Regions from separate parts of the Oryctolagus cuniculus genome. Here region 2 is linked to region 1. A link is a contact called in public Micro-C data. All regions are on one chromosome and are shown on one strand. The core of a region is the stretch at or near the end of the contact, and the rest is flanking DNA. Distances in the headings are between cores, read along the strand shown. Region 1 holds the start of PRP4K (pre-mRNA processing factor kinase PRP4K). Region 2 holds the start of PSMG4 (proteasome assembly chaperone 4).

The links. A called contact is a pair of places that touch in the nucleus more often than the background predicts.
Region 2: a contact with region 1 is called in a Micro-C map of ear pinna, with 5 times the contacts expected there. The contact joins the promoter of PSMG4 here to the promoter of PRP4K in region 1. A contact is called at or near these places in 2 of 6 Hi-C or Micro-C datasets (ear pinna and skin fibroblasts).

The regions. Positions count from the first base shown.
Region 1 is chr5:166,278,923-166,284,344 of mOryCun1.1, reverse strand. PRP4K (pre-mRNA processing factor kinase PRP4K) reads left to right here and starts at 2,835. Exons shown (of 17, transcript XR_011388846.1): 1 at 2,835-3,060.
Region 2 is chr5:166,833,864-166,839,285 of mOryCun1.1, reverse strand. PSMG4 (proteasome assembly chaperone 4) reads left to right here and starts at 2,591. Exons shown (of 3, transcript XM_002720953.5): 1 at 2,591-2,838. The coding sequence starts at 2,671.

The DNA of each region.
Region 1 (5,422 bases), core at 1,586-4,085:
GCATCTCCACCCGGCCACTCAACACCGCTCCAGCCGCCTTCTCCACCTCCCACCTCCCGCGGGCGATCACCCAGCCTCCAGCCTCCTCCGGAGCACATCCTGACCCCGGCACTTGCCGCCCACGCTGACTGGAGCCCGTGTGTCCCGGGCTCCCTGTGGACTGCATCCACGAGCAGTCACGCGGCCCGTCCCTAAACCAGCCACCCCTCGCCGCCCGCCTGTGTTACCCAGCAAGTGTCCAGTCCCCTCCAAATCCTCCCTCATCACCCTACTCCTGTCATTCTGGCTGCTTCCTGTCCTCAGAAAGCCATCAAACTGAATTTCTAATATCAGCCAACTTCTAAAATCGGGACACACGCACACACGAGAGAGGGCAGTCCGAGAGTGAATAATAATTACCTGCTGGTGGGATTCTATGTTATTTTATTTTTTCTTGTATAAAAAATCACTTCTCATTCATGTGTTACATACTAAACCATGGACAGCTGTGAAAAACCCCTCCGCTCCGGCACAGAGGCAGAAGTCGCATGCAAAGTATGTAAGGTGCACACACGAAGTCCCCGGCCAACAAAGAACACGCAAGACACGCGAGCCTGCGGTAACCGAGCGCTTTGCCCGACACGCGCCGCCCGCCTGCACCCACTGCAGTCCGTCCTCCCACGCGTGACGGACACACGCCGCCCCGGAGCCTGGTCGGCAGGGGACACGGCCGCCCTCCCACGGGTGACGGACACACGCCGTCCCGGAGCCTGGTCGGCAGGGACACGGGCCGCCCGCCCTGCACCCACTGCCCTCCGTCCTCCCACGGGTGACGGACACACGCCGTCCCGAAGCCTGGTCGGCAGAGGACACGCGCCGCCCGCCCTGCACCGACCGCACTCTGTCCTCCCACGCGTGACGGACACACGCCGTCCCCAGCTGCCACCCGACGCTACGGGGCAGTGCGGCAGCCCGCGACCCCGCGTGGTTCCTGGTGGGCAGGGGACACGCGCGGCAGGCACGGCACCCTCGCGCGGGCCGAGACCCGGGTCCCGCGGAGCCGGCGCAGGGGGGCTCCGGGCGGCCGCGCACCTGCTCCACCGCAACCGCCCCGACACAGGCCCACGGAAGGACGCGCGCGGGGCAGACGTCCTGCAGCCAAGGGCGAATCAGGCCAGGGTCCTCTCAGCCCCACGGAAGGACACGCGCGTGGACAGGCCCACGGAAGGACGCGCGCGGGGCAGACGTCCTGCCGCCAAGGGCGAATCAGGCCAGGGTCCTCCCCGCTCAACTCCGCATCCCGAGTCCAGCCTCCAAGCGGGTCGTGGCCGTCTTCAGCGGGCCCTCCGCGTCCCACGCGACTCGAACCCTGATTTCCGGCCCGGGAGCGGCCGTCCAGCAGCGCTCGCCGGTGCCCGGAGTCTCCGTGCCGGCGGGGCGCCAGGGCCGCGGTGTCCACGGCTCGGCCCGGGGCCCGCACCTACCTCCTCCCCGGGCTGCGCGGGCCCCGCGAGGACTCGAGGCTCAGGCACCGAGAGCGGACGCCCCAGCTCGCCGGCGCGCAGGGGAAGGGCAGACGGCGCCGGCCTCAGCGGGCGGACCGAGGGCGGGAACGCGCGACGCCGCCGGCCCCAGGGCGCCGGACAGCCTCCCTCGGCGTCCCCGCCCCGAACGCAAGGACGCATGCGCCTCCCTGAGTGGCGGGCCCGCGGCGGCCAGGGACTTCCGGGGGCGGGACCTCCGCCCCGGAAGGACGGGCCGGCTCGCGTGACAAGTCGGCCCGGTGGTTCCACGCGTAAACGTTCGCGGAACGACTGAATAAGAGTGTGTTTGCTCTGACTCCACGATCAGGGAGCCCTACTGTGTGCGAAATCACAACAGCCAGAATCTGGGGCGCGCCCTTGACGAATGTCGCGCGCACCCTCCGAATAGAAGTACTGAGCGTGCGAGCTTGGCGAGAAAGTCCTAGTAAAGTTTTTGTCCCTTTCTTTTCCTAAAGGTTTATTATTTATTTGAAAGGCAGAAAGAGAGAGGCCCTCCATCCTTGGTTCACTCCCCAATTGGCCGTAACGGCAGGAGCTGCACCGACCAGGAGCCACGAGCCAGGAGCGCCCTCCAGGTCTCCCACGTGGGTGCAGGAGCCACGAGCCAGGAGCGCCCTCCAGGTCTCCCACGTGGGTGCAGGAGCCACGAGCCAGGAGCTCCCTCCAGGTCTCCCACGTGGGTGCAGGAGCCACGAGCCAGGAGCTCCCTCCAGGTCTCCCACGTGGGTGCAGGAGCCACGAGCCAGGAGCTCTCTCCAGGTCTCCCACGTGGGTGCAGGAGCCACGAGCCAGGAGCTCTCTCCAGGTCTCCCACGTGGGTGCAGGGGCCCAAGCACTTGGGTCATCTTCCACTGCTTTCCCAGGCCACAGCAGGGAGCTGGATCGGAAGTGGAGCAGCCGGGACTCGAACCGGCGTCCGTAAGGGGTGCGGGCACTGCAGGCGGCGGCTTTACCCGCTACGCCACAGCGCCGGCCCCTGTCCCTTTTTGAAACTTTACTTTCCCTCTGGTCTTCAAAAAAAAAAAAAAAAAATCAAGCTTAGTTTGGCCAATTCTAGATGTGGCTTCCCAGAGTCGGAATCCAGTCTCCTGCGACCCGAGGCTCCATCGCCACGTCAGCGACGTCAAGGAGTCGCAGGGCAGAGGGGCGCCCGGGCCGCGGAGCGCCCCACTCATCAGTCAGCCGCAGGCGAGACCCACGCGAAAACGAGACTCTTCCCCACTTCCTCGGCGGCCACCGGAGAAGGAAGCCGGCGGCCCACGCGCCCTGAGCCCGGCCAGGCCCCGCCCCCGGCGCCCCGGAAGTGGCGTCACGACGCCCCGCGCTCGTCCCCGGATGTAGGGTTTTACTTCCGGATTCTTAGCGCGGACTCAGCACCGCGGGTCCCTGCGCTGTCTGCACATGCGCGACGGCTCTGTTCCTTCTTCCTCCACTTCAGTGGGTTCTGCCGTCCGGGGAGCCGCTGCCGCCGCCGCCGCGGAGTCGGGAAGTTCAAGATGGCCGCCGCGGAGGCCCCGTCGCTGCGGGAACAGCCGGAGTGAGTGCTGGGCTCCCGCGGGCCGGAGGCCGCAGCCCGGGGCCGGGCGGCTGCCCAGGGGGACGCGGCGGGCCCCTGCGCGGCCGGGCGGGCGGGAAAGTTCAGGCCCGATGGCGACAGCCAAACTTTGCCTTTGGGCGGGCGGCCCCGGCGCCCGGCGCGGCTGGGAAGGCTGCCGCGGCCTTGCCGCGCGTTGCTGCCCCGGGAGGAGTCGGCGCGAGCGGCCCCTACAGGTCTGGAGCGCGTGGCGGCCGCCGCGGCGGCGAGCTCGCCTCCGGTGCCTGCCGGGCCCGAGCGGGGGCGGCGGCGTGGGCGCTGGGGGCCCGGGGCCGCGGCGGCGGGCTTGGCCGGCTGGGGTGCGGGGTCCGCCGGGGGCACCCCGGGGCCAGGGGGCTGCATCTCCCCACCCCGGACTCGCCTCCCGCCAGCACCCGGTATTGTTATTTATTTATTTTCCTTCCTCTCTCTCTCTCCCCTCCGTCTTATTGGCTGCTTATTTGCCGACTTGCAAACTTGCGGCAAAGTTAAGGTAGAGCCTTTGGGTTTTGAGGCCCGGCCCTGCCTTCGGAGCACGGCTGGAGGAAGTAGTGGGAAGTGCTGGCTACTTCCAAACCAAACCACTTGGTGCCTGTAATTAAGCTCGTGTGCGAGTCCGCGCGGCCGGGGCACAGCAGGCTTGGGCTGCGACGGCCAGCCGTTGCTTAGCGAAATTGCTGCTTATGCTAGGAAAACTCAAAATAAGACCTTTAGAAGACAGAGTGGATTTCCAGACGGCATTTCCGTGGCGACCGCCCATGCACCTGCAGCGCCCCGCGCTAGACGGAGTGTGTCCTGAGCGACTTCGCGGAGCAGTGCGGGCCTGGGGTGCCGCGCCCGTCTGTTGGGTTTAGAGGGGTGCAGCGTGTTTCCGCCAGATCCTTGGCCGGGGACCCCCAGTGCTGGTGATAATGAGCATCTTTGTCCAGGCCCTGCGCCGAGATGGCGCTATTGGCCGCTCTCGGGGGCGCCGGGCTGTCCGTGGGGTGTGTGGGGCCGTGTGTGTCCTGGCTTGGTGGAGCTGAGCGTATTTGACACACGAGCACGCACTGGGCTGGCCGCTCGTGAGGCCGCAGGTGTGCCCGGGCGCAGTGGTCACGGTGGGAGAGCGTTCCGAAGTGGACGTTCTGTAGAGTGGACATGGAGGGGAGAGTTTCGGGTGGCTGTTCCCGCTGGCCGCGTGCGATGAGGCGCTGCCTGGGGTCCCCTGGGCCTCGCCCTTTGCTTTCTGCGGATGCACCGAGCCCCTGCAGCCCCCGGGAGAGACCCCAGACTCCAGCCGTAGGTGCTGGGGGTCGTTTGGGGAGAGAAGCAGCAGCCTATGAAAGATCGCTTTCTCTGAAGCTCCTCTTTCAACTAAATAAACATGAGTAAGTTGACGTTGTAAGCTCTCTCGGTGCGGCCAGTGTCTAGTTCAGCCCCTCTGCGCTTGCTTGCGCTCGCTGAAAGCTGTGGCCATTGACTGCTTGAACCCTTGCCGCAGCCCCTGGAGGTGGATACAGTTACTGGCGAAAGCTGAAACATACGGATATTAAGAAACTAGGCTTGCACCGAGTACTGCTGCCCTGGAGCTGGCCCACCTCTGTACATTACTGCTGCTTCTTAAAATCCCGTTTTAGGGAGGCCGGCATTGGGTGCAGCATTTTAAGTGACCTTTTTGGGCACCTGGATCCCACATCCCATATCGGTGCGAGTCGCTGCTCTCCACTTCTGACTTCCTTCTGATGCCTGCCCCGGGAGGCAGCAGGTGATGGGTGGGCTGCTGGGGTCTTCTGCCACCCCCCCCCCCCCGGAGGACTCTAGCTGCTAGCTTGGCTGTGTTGCAGGCATTCCAGAGTGAACCTGTGGGTGCGGGGTCTTTCTTTCTCGCCCACCCTCTTTGAGTAAATGAAGTAAGTTCTTATTTCTATCCAGTGTCCCAGAAAGATTTTTTTGTGTTGGATGGGTCATTTCTAATTCGTTGAAACTAATTACCCAACCTGATTTGGAAAAGGGGGCAGATAGGAGGTCTCTTTTAAGATTAGTTGGTCTTTTGGGTTGATTCTCATTTTTACTTTGTGTTAATCTCAATTGTGTATTTAAAGTGCTCTGATTTGCCAGAGAAGCCGAGTTCATCATTTTCCTTGTAAACGAGTAGTCTGTCCCTTTGCTACCATTTAATTTTTGAAGTTGTGTGGCTTGACAACTTGCCCATCACACAAATTTCGGTTAGTAAGTACTCTGTGTTTTCAAAGCATAAATCAAATGCTTTCCAAATTAAGTCTATTCTTCGGGAAAATATGTGAAAGGGAAATCAAAATAATACTGATTATTGGTGATTGATCAC
Region 2 (5,422 bases), core at 1,342-3,841, 560 kb before region 1:
TTTTTTTTTTTTTGCACCAAAACAAGCATTTTGCTTTTTAAATTCCATTTTCTCACGAAGTCCTTGAAGTGCTCTTGGAGTTATTTAATTCGTCTCCTGGGGGAGCGACTCCGCCACAAGATACCGCGAGGCCGCCGGTCCTCCTCCTGCCCTCCGCGGGCCTCTTCCTGGAGCGCCCTGTCCTCCATCTCCCAGTCTTTCCCCCGGAGGGCCCAGGCCAGCCGAGCCCCTGCCCATGAGTCACTACACCCTTGGGTCTCTGCTGTGTTCCCACGGCTCGGATGGCCAGGCCCGCTGCCTGGGTCAGGCTGTGGGCGCCCGCTTGGCTCACGTCTGCACCTCACTCAGCCAGAGCCCGGGGCCAGGGCCACAATAGGCTTCCTCCCATTCTTCAGCTCTTCCCTGTAGGCTCGCCCTGTGGCCAGAGGCGAGGCAGAGGTGACAAGGGAGCAGTGCAACCGCCGCGGTGCGCTGCCCATCTAGACGGCCGACGGCACAGAGTGAACAGGGCTCCGGGCAGAAGTGTGGACGGGCGTTGTTGCCCATCCCGCGCAGCTACAGTTCTGCTGCTGTTTTGAGAAAAGGATACAGGTGCAGAATCCTTGGCCACGTGTCAGGTACCTGAGGCCTTATTCCACTGTTCTGCCACACCTGTAGTGGCACTGGCAGCCGGCACTGCTTCTTGGTTGATGTGTACAAGGCAGTCTTTTGGCTGGTGAATTAAATAGAGATCCTCGCAGGGCGCCCCCCCCCCCCCCCCGGGGCCCTGAGGGTGGCGCCACTTCCCGCCCCCCTCCCCGGGAGGCTCTGTTGTTGCTGTTTAGCTTGATGGGCTCCGGAGCAGTCTGAGCGGCCTCCATTTGGCTCTCCCTACTATGACCCCTCCCTGGCACTGGCCACAGACCCAGTGCTGTGCCGTGCCAACTTGTGTCTGTCCATCTCAGTTACACACTCAGGGACCTGGCGGGGAGGCGGAGGGCGGCTCTTCAGGGCCCCAGGGCACCCGGTGGCCAGGATCCCATTGATTGCTCAGCCCCAGGATGCAAGGATTCCCTTTCTAGGAGGCGGCCATGATGACAGCTCATGCCCCCGGATCTCGCAGCCCCCTCCGACCCTTACAATGCCCAAGTCTTCCTCTTCCCCAATGTCCTGCTACCTACGTGCCAATCATTTCTTTTGGGGGAGTCCAGGACATTACTATGACCATGAAGGTGCAGGGGACCAGGCCACCTTTTCCATTAGCAGGGTTCCAGGGCTGGGGACCGAGCAAGGGATCATGGGAGCGACTGCTCCTCCTCATCCGTCCTGGACTTCTGGTGGTATTAGGTGAACGCCAGCCTCTGCGGGCCCCTCGGGCACTCTGGGACTACAGTGGCTCATCACCCGAGTTGTCCTGCGTAGACCAGCACAGCCTGGCCTTGGTACTGAGGCCTCCACCAGCCTCTGGATGCGGGCTTTCGTCTAACGGCATTTCCGGCCGGCAGACGGGGGCCTTTTCAGGAGGGGGATGGAGGCGAGCCCGTTCAGCGTCTCTGGAAACACCGTCCCCCCCCCCCAAGGAGCAAGATGCCTGAGGACGTGGGCGTCGCAGGGCGGGGCACAGGTGGAGCAGGTGATTTCCGCAGGAGGAGGGGCATCCTGCCCTGTAACAGGGCAGGTGGGAATGGGACCGATGAAGGGAAGGTTCAGGAGCCAATGGGCTGCGGGGGTAAACCCGGCAGCCTCTGTAGAGTCAGAAGCAGGTCCTCTGCTGACCTCGGGTCTGGGAACGAGGGGGCTTGGGGAGAGGAGTGAGAAGGGGGCTGGCCAGGGCAGAGCCCCCCATCTGCTGGGTCATGGGCTCAGACACCAGGTGTGGGGGGAGCAGGTTGCAGCGTGTGCTTGGGGCGATGGCGGGGAGGACAGAAAGGCGATAGGGCGCTGTCTTACAGCCCTCTAGGATGGGTTAGAGACAAGCTCTCCAGCCTAGAAGTCAGGTTTGCTGTCTAAGGAGCTGAGCAAGAGGACAGTGTGAAAAGGCGTCTAGGTTGTTTGCTCCATTAGACATCCCTGGTCGACATCCTTCTTCCGCCCGGCTTCTCATCCCACCGTTGCCGCTGCGGGCTCCAAGCGCGGGGCCCTTGAATTCGGCAAGGCGGGTGCTGCCTCCTTTCGCGTGCCCCTGGGCCACCTTCCTCTCTGGCTTCCTGCCTGCTGTTTTGTTAGGGACTCTATGTCCACTTCCCATCTTCCAAGAATGTGGCAGAATCGCTTGCCCCATGAGAGAGCTCTTCCCATTCCGGCATGGCCATGGATCATCTGAGAGTACTTGAAAAAGTTAATGGGCGCTGGGGTGCAGTAGGGTAATCATCCGCCTGGAGCGGTGGCATCCCATATGGGCGCCTGTCCGTGACCCGGCTGCTCCTCTTCGGATCCAGCTCTCTGCTATGGCCTGGGGAAGCAGTGGAAGATGGCCCAAGTGCTTGGGCCCCTGCACCTGCATGGGAGACCCGGCCACGCCCCCGCTCCGGTCCCAGCCCCGCCCCGGCCCCGCCCCCGCCCCGCCCCGGCCCGTGCCGCGCGCCTCCCAGCGAAGGCGCGCTCGCTCGGGCTCTCGGCGCTCGCTTGCTCGGGTCTGGCCGCGGCGGGCGGCGGTGCGGGCGACGGCGGCTCCCGGGCGGTGCGGGCGGCATGGAGGGGCCGCCGGCCGCCGCCGAGGTGTCCCTGCACAACTTCAGCGCGAGGCTGTGGGAGCAGCTCGTCCACTTCCACGTCATGCGGCTGACGGACTCGCTCTTCCTGTGGGTGGGCGCCGCGCCCCACCTGCGCAACCTCGCCGTGGCCATGTGCAGCCGCTTTGTGAGTGGGGCCGGGGCCGGGGGGCAGGGGGTCGCCCCAGGGGCCCGGTGCGTCCCGCGCCTGCACCCCGCTCGCCTCGCCGCAGCGTCCGGGATCTCTCCTGGGCCCCACGCGCGCGCCGGCCGCAGCCCCCGACTGTGCTGCCCGCGCCCGCGGCGGTCTCCTCCTGCGCTCGGCGCGCCCCCGACCGGCTCAAGGCCCCTTCCTGCCCCGAGGGTCCGGGGCGACCCCTCCTCAGGGGCTCGGCAGGACCCCGGCAGCCGCCGCGGTTCGTCTCTCCCGCAGGCCTGCGCGGCGGCCCAGCCCCTCTCCCCGCTCCCCCGGTGCTGCCTGGACTGGTTTCTCAGGCCCCGCAGATGGCCGCAGTGGCCGGGCCGGCCCAGGCTGCAGCCAGGCGGCCAGAGCTTCCTGCTGGTCTCCCACGTGGGTGCAGGGCCCATCAGCAGGGAGCTGGACCGGAAGTGGAGCGGCGGGGCTTAAATTGGCACGTGGGGTGTGGGCAGTGCTCGCCCTGGGGCCAGCCCCTGTGTTTCCCTAAGGACCGTAGTCGTGTTGGGTGGGGGCCCACCCGGCTCACGGGCGCGAGTCCCAGCCAGCAGGGCCAGGCCTTCACCTTAGGTTGCTGGGGGGGCAGCCTAACGCACGCTGCTGCCCCCACGGCCAGCTTCCTACGGCAGCACCGCGATAGCCCGCAGACTGACATCGGACACGCGGGCCCTCCCGAGAGACCAACTCGGAGCTGGACAGAGACTGCCCAGGGACCGCCAGGCCCTGTTGCTGCTAACGCCCCTTCCGGCCCGCTGGCCCCTGCAACACTGGCTTCCAGGCCGTGTTAGGCGACTGGTGTGCTCCAGTGTGCTCCCGTCACAGCCCCGTGTCCCGTGCTGGCCTGGATGCCCGGGTGTGCTCCCATCACAATCCCGTGTCCCGTGTCCTGTGCTGGCCTGGATGCCCGGGAGTGCTCCTGTCACAGTCCCGTGTCCTGTGCTGGCCTGGATGCCGGGGTGTGCTCCCGTCACAGTCCCGTGTCCCGTGTCCTGTGCTGGCCTGGATGCCCGGGTGTGCTCCTGTCACAGTCCTGTGTCCCGTGTCCCGTGTCCTGTACTGGCCTGGATGCCCGGGAGTGCTCCCGTCACAGTCCCATGTCCCGTGCTGGCCTGGATGCCCGGGTGTGCTCCCATCACAGTCCCGTGTCCCCCGTGTCCTGTGCTGGCCTGGATGCCCGGGTGTGCTCCTGTCACAGTCCTGTGTCCTGTGTCCCGTTTCCTGTACTGGCCTGGATGCCCGGGAGTGCTCCCGTCACAGCCCCGTGTCCCGTGTCCCATGTCTTGTGCTGGCCTGGATGCCCGGGTGTGCTCCCGTCACAGCCCCGTGTCTCATGTCCCATGTCCTGTGCTGGCCTGGATGCCCGGGTGTGCTCCCGTCACAGCCCCGTGTCTCGTGTCCCGTGCTGGCCTGGATGCCCGGGTGTGCTCCCGTCACAGCCCCGTGTCCCGTGTCCCGTGTCCCGTGCTGGCCTGGATGCCCGGGTGTGCTCCCGTCACAGCCCCGTGTCTCGTGTCCCATGCTGGCCTGGATGCCCGGGAGTGCTCCCGTCACAGCCCCGTGTCCCGTGTCCTGTGCTGGCCTGGATGCCTGGGTGTGCTCCTGTCACAGTCCCGTGTCTCGTGTCCTGTGCTGGCCTGGGTGCCCGGGAGTGCTCCCGTCACAGCCCCGTGTCCCGTGTCCTGTGCTGGCCTGGATGCCTGGGTGTGCTCCTGTCACAGCCACGTGTCTCGTGTCCTGTGCTGGCCTGGATGCCCGGGTGTGCTCCCGTCACAGCCCCGTGTCCCGTGTCCTGTGCTGGCCTGGATGCCCGGGTGTGCTCCCGTCACAGCCCCGTGTCTCGTGTCCTGTGCTGGCCTGGGTGCCCGGGAGTGCTCCCGTCACAGCCCCGTGTCCTGTGTCCTGTGCTGGCCTGGATGCCTGGGTGTGCTCCTGTCACAGTCCCGTGTCTCGTGTCCTGTGCTGGTCTGGATGCCCGGGTGTGCTCCCGTCACAGCCCCGTGTCTCGTGTCCCGTGCTGGCCTGGATGCCCGGGTGTGCTCCCGTCACAGCCCCGTGTCTCGTGTCCCGTGCTGGCCTGGATGCCCGGGTGTGCTCCCGTCACAGTCCCGTGTCTCGTGTCCTGTGCTGGCCTGGATGCCCGGGAGTGCTCCCGTCACAGCCCCGTGTCCTGTGCTGGTCTGGCATGCTCCCTTAGCAGTTGCGTGTTCCGTGCTGGTGAGGAGATTGTGTGTTCTGTGACTGTATCCTTAGTACCTGACTCTGCTCATTTGTCCTAGCTCGGCGAGGCCCCTCGGGGAGGAGCCGGGTGAAGCCTGCTGGGGCTTCTGAGAGGGTGGGGAGCCACGGGCTATCCTGGACTGAGCCCCCAGTTGTTGCCTTGGAAGGCGACGGCCTCTGGACTTGGGGTGTCCCACGCAGGGGCCCCTGCCCTCTCCCTGGGCACTTGTTTGTCGGTGAGTCCTGCGAGGTGGCCTGTGGCCGAGGCCGTTCCAGGTTTCCTTTCCCGGGAGGGAAGTGGAGTCCTGGGGTGACTGGG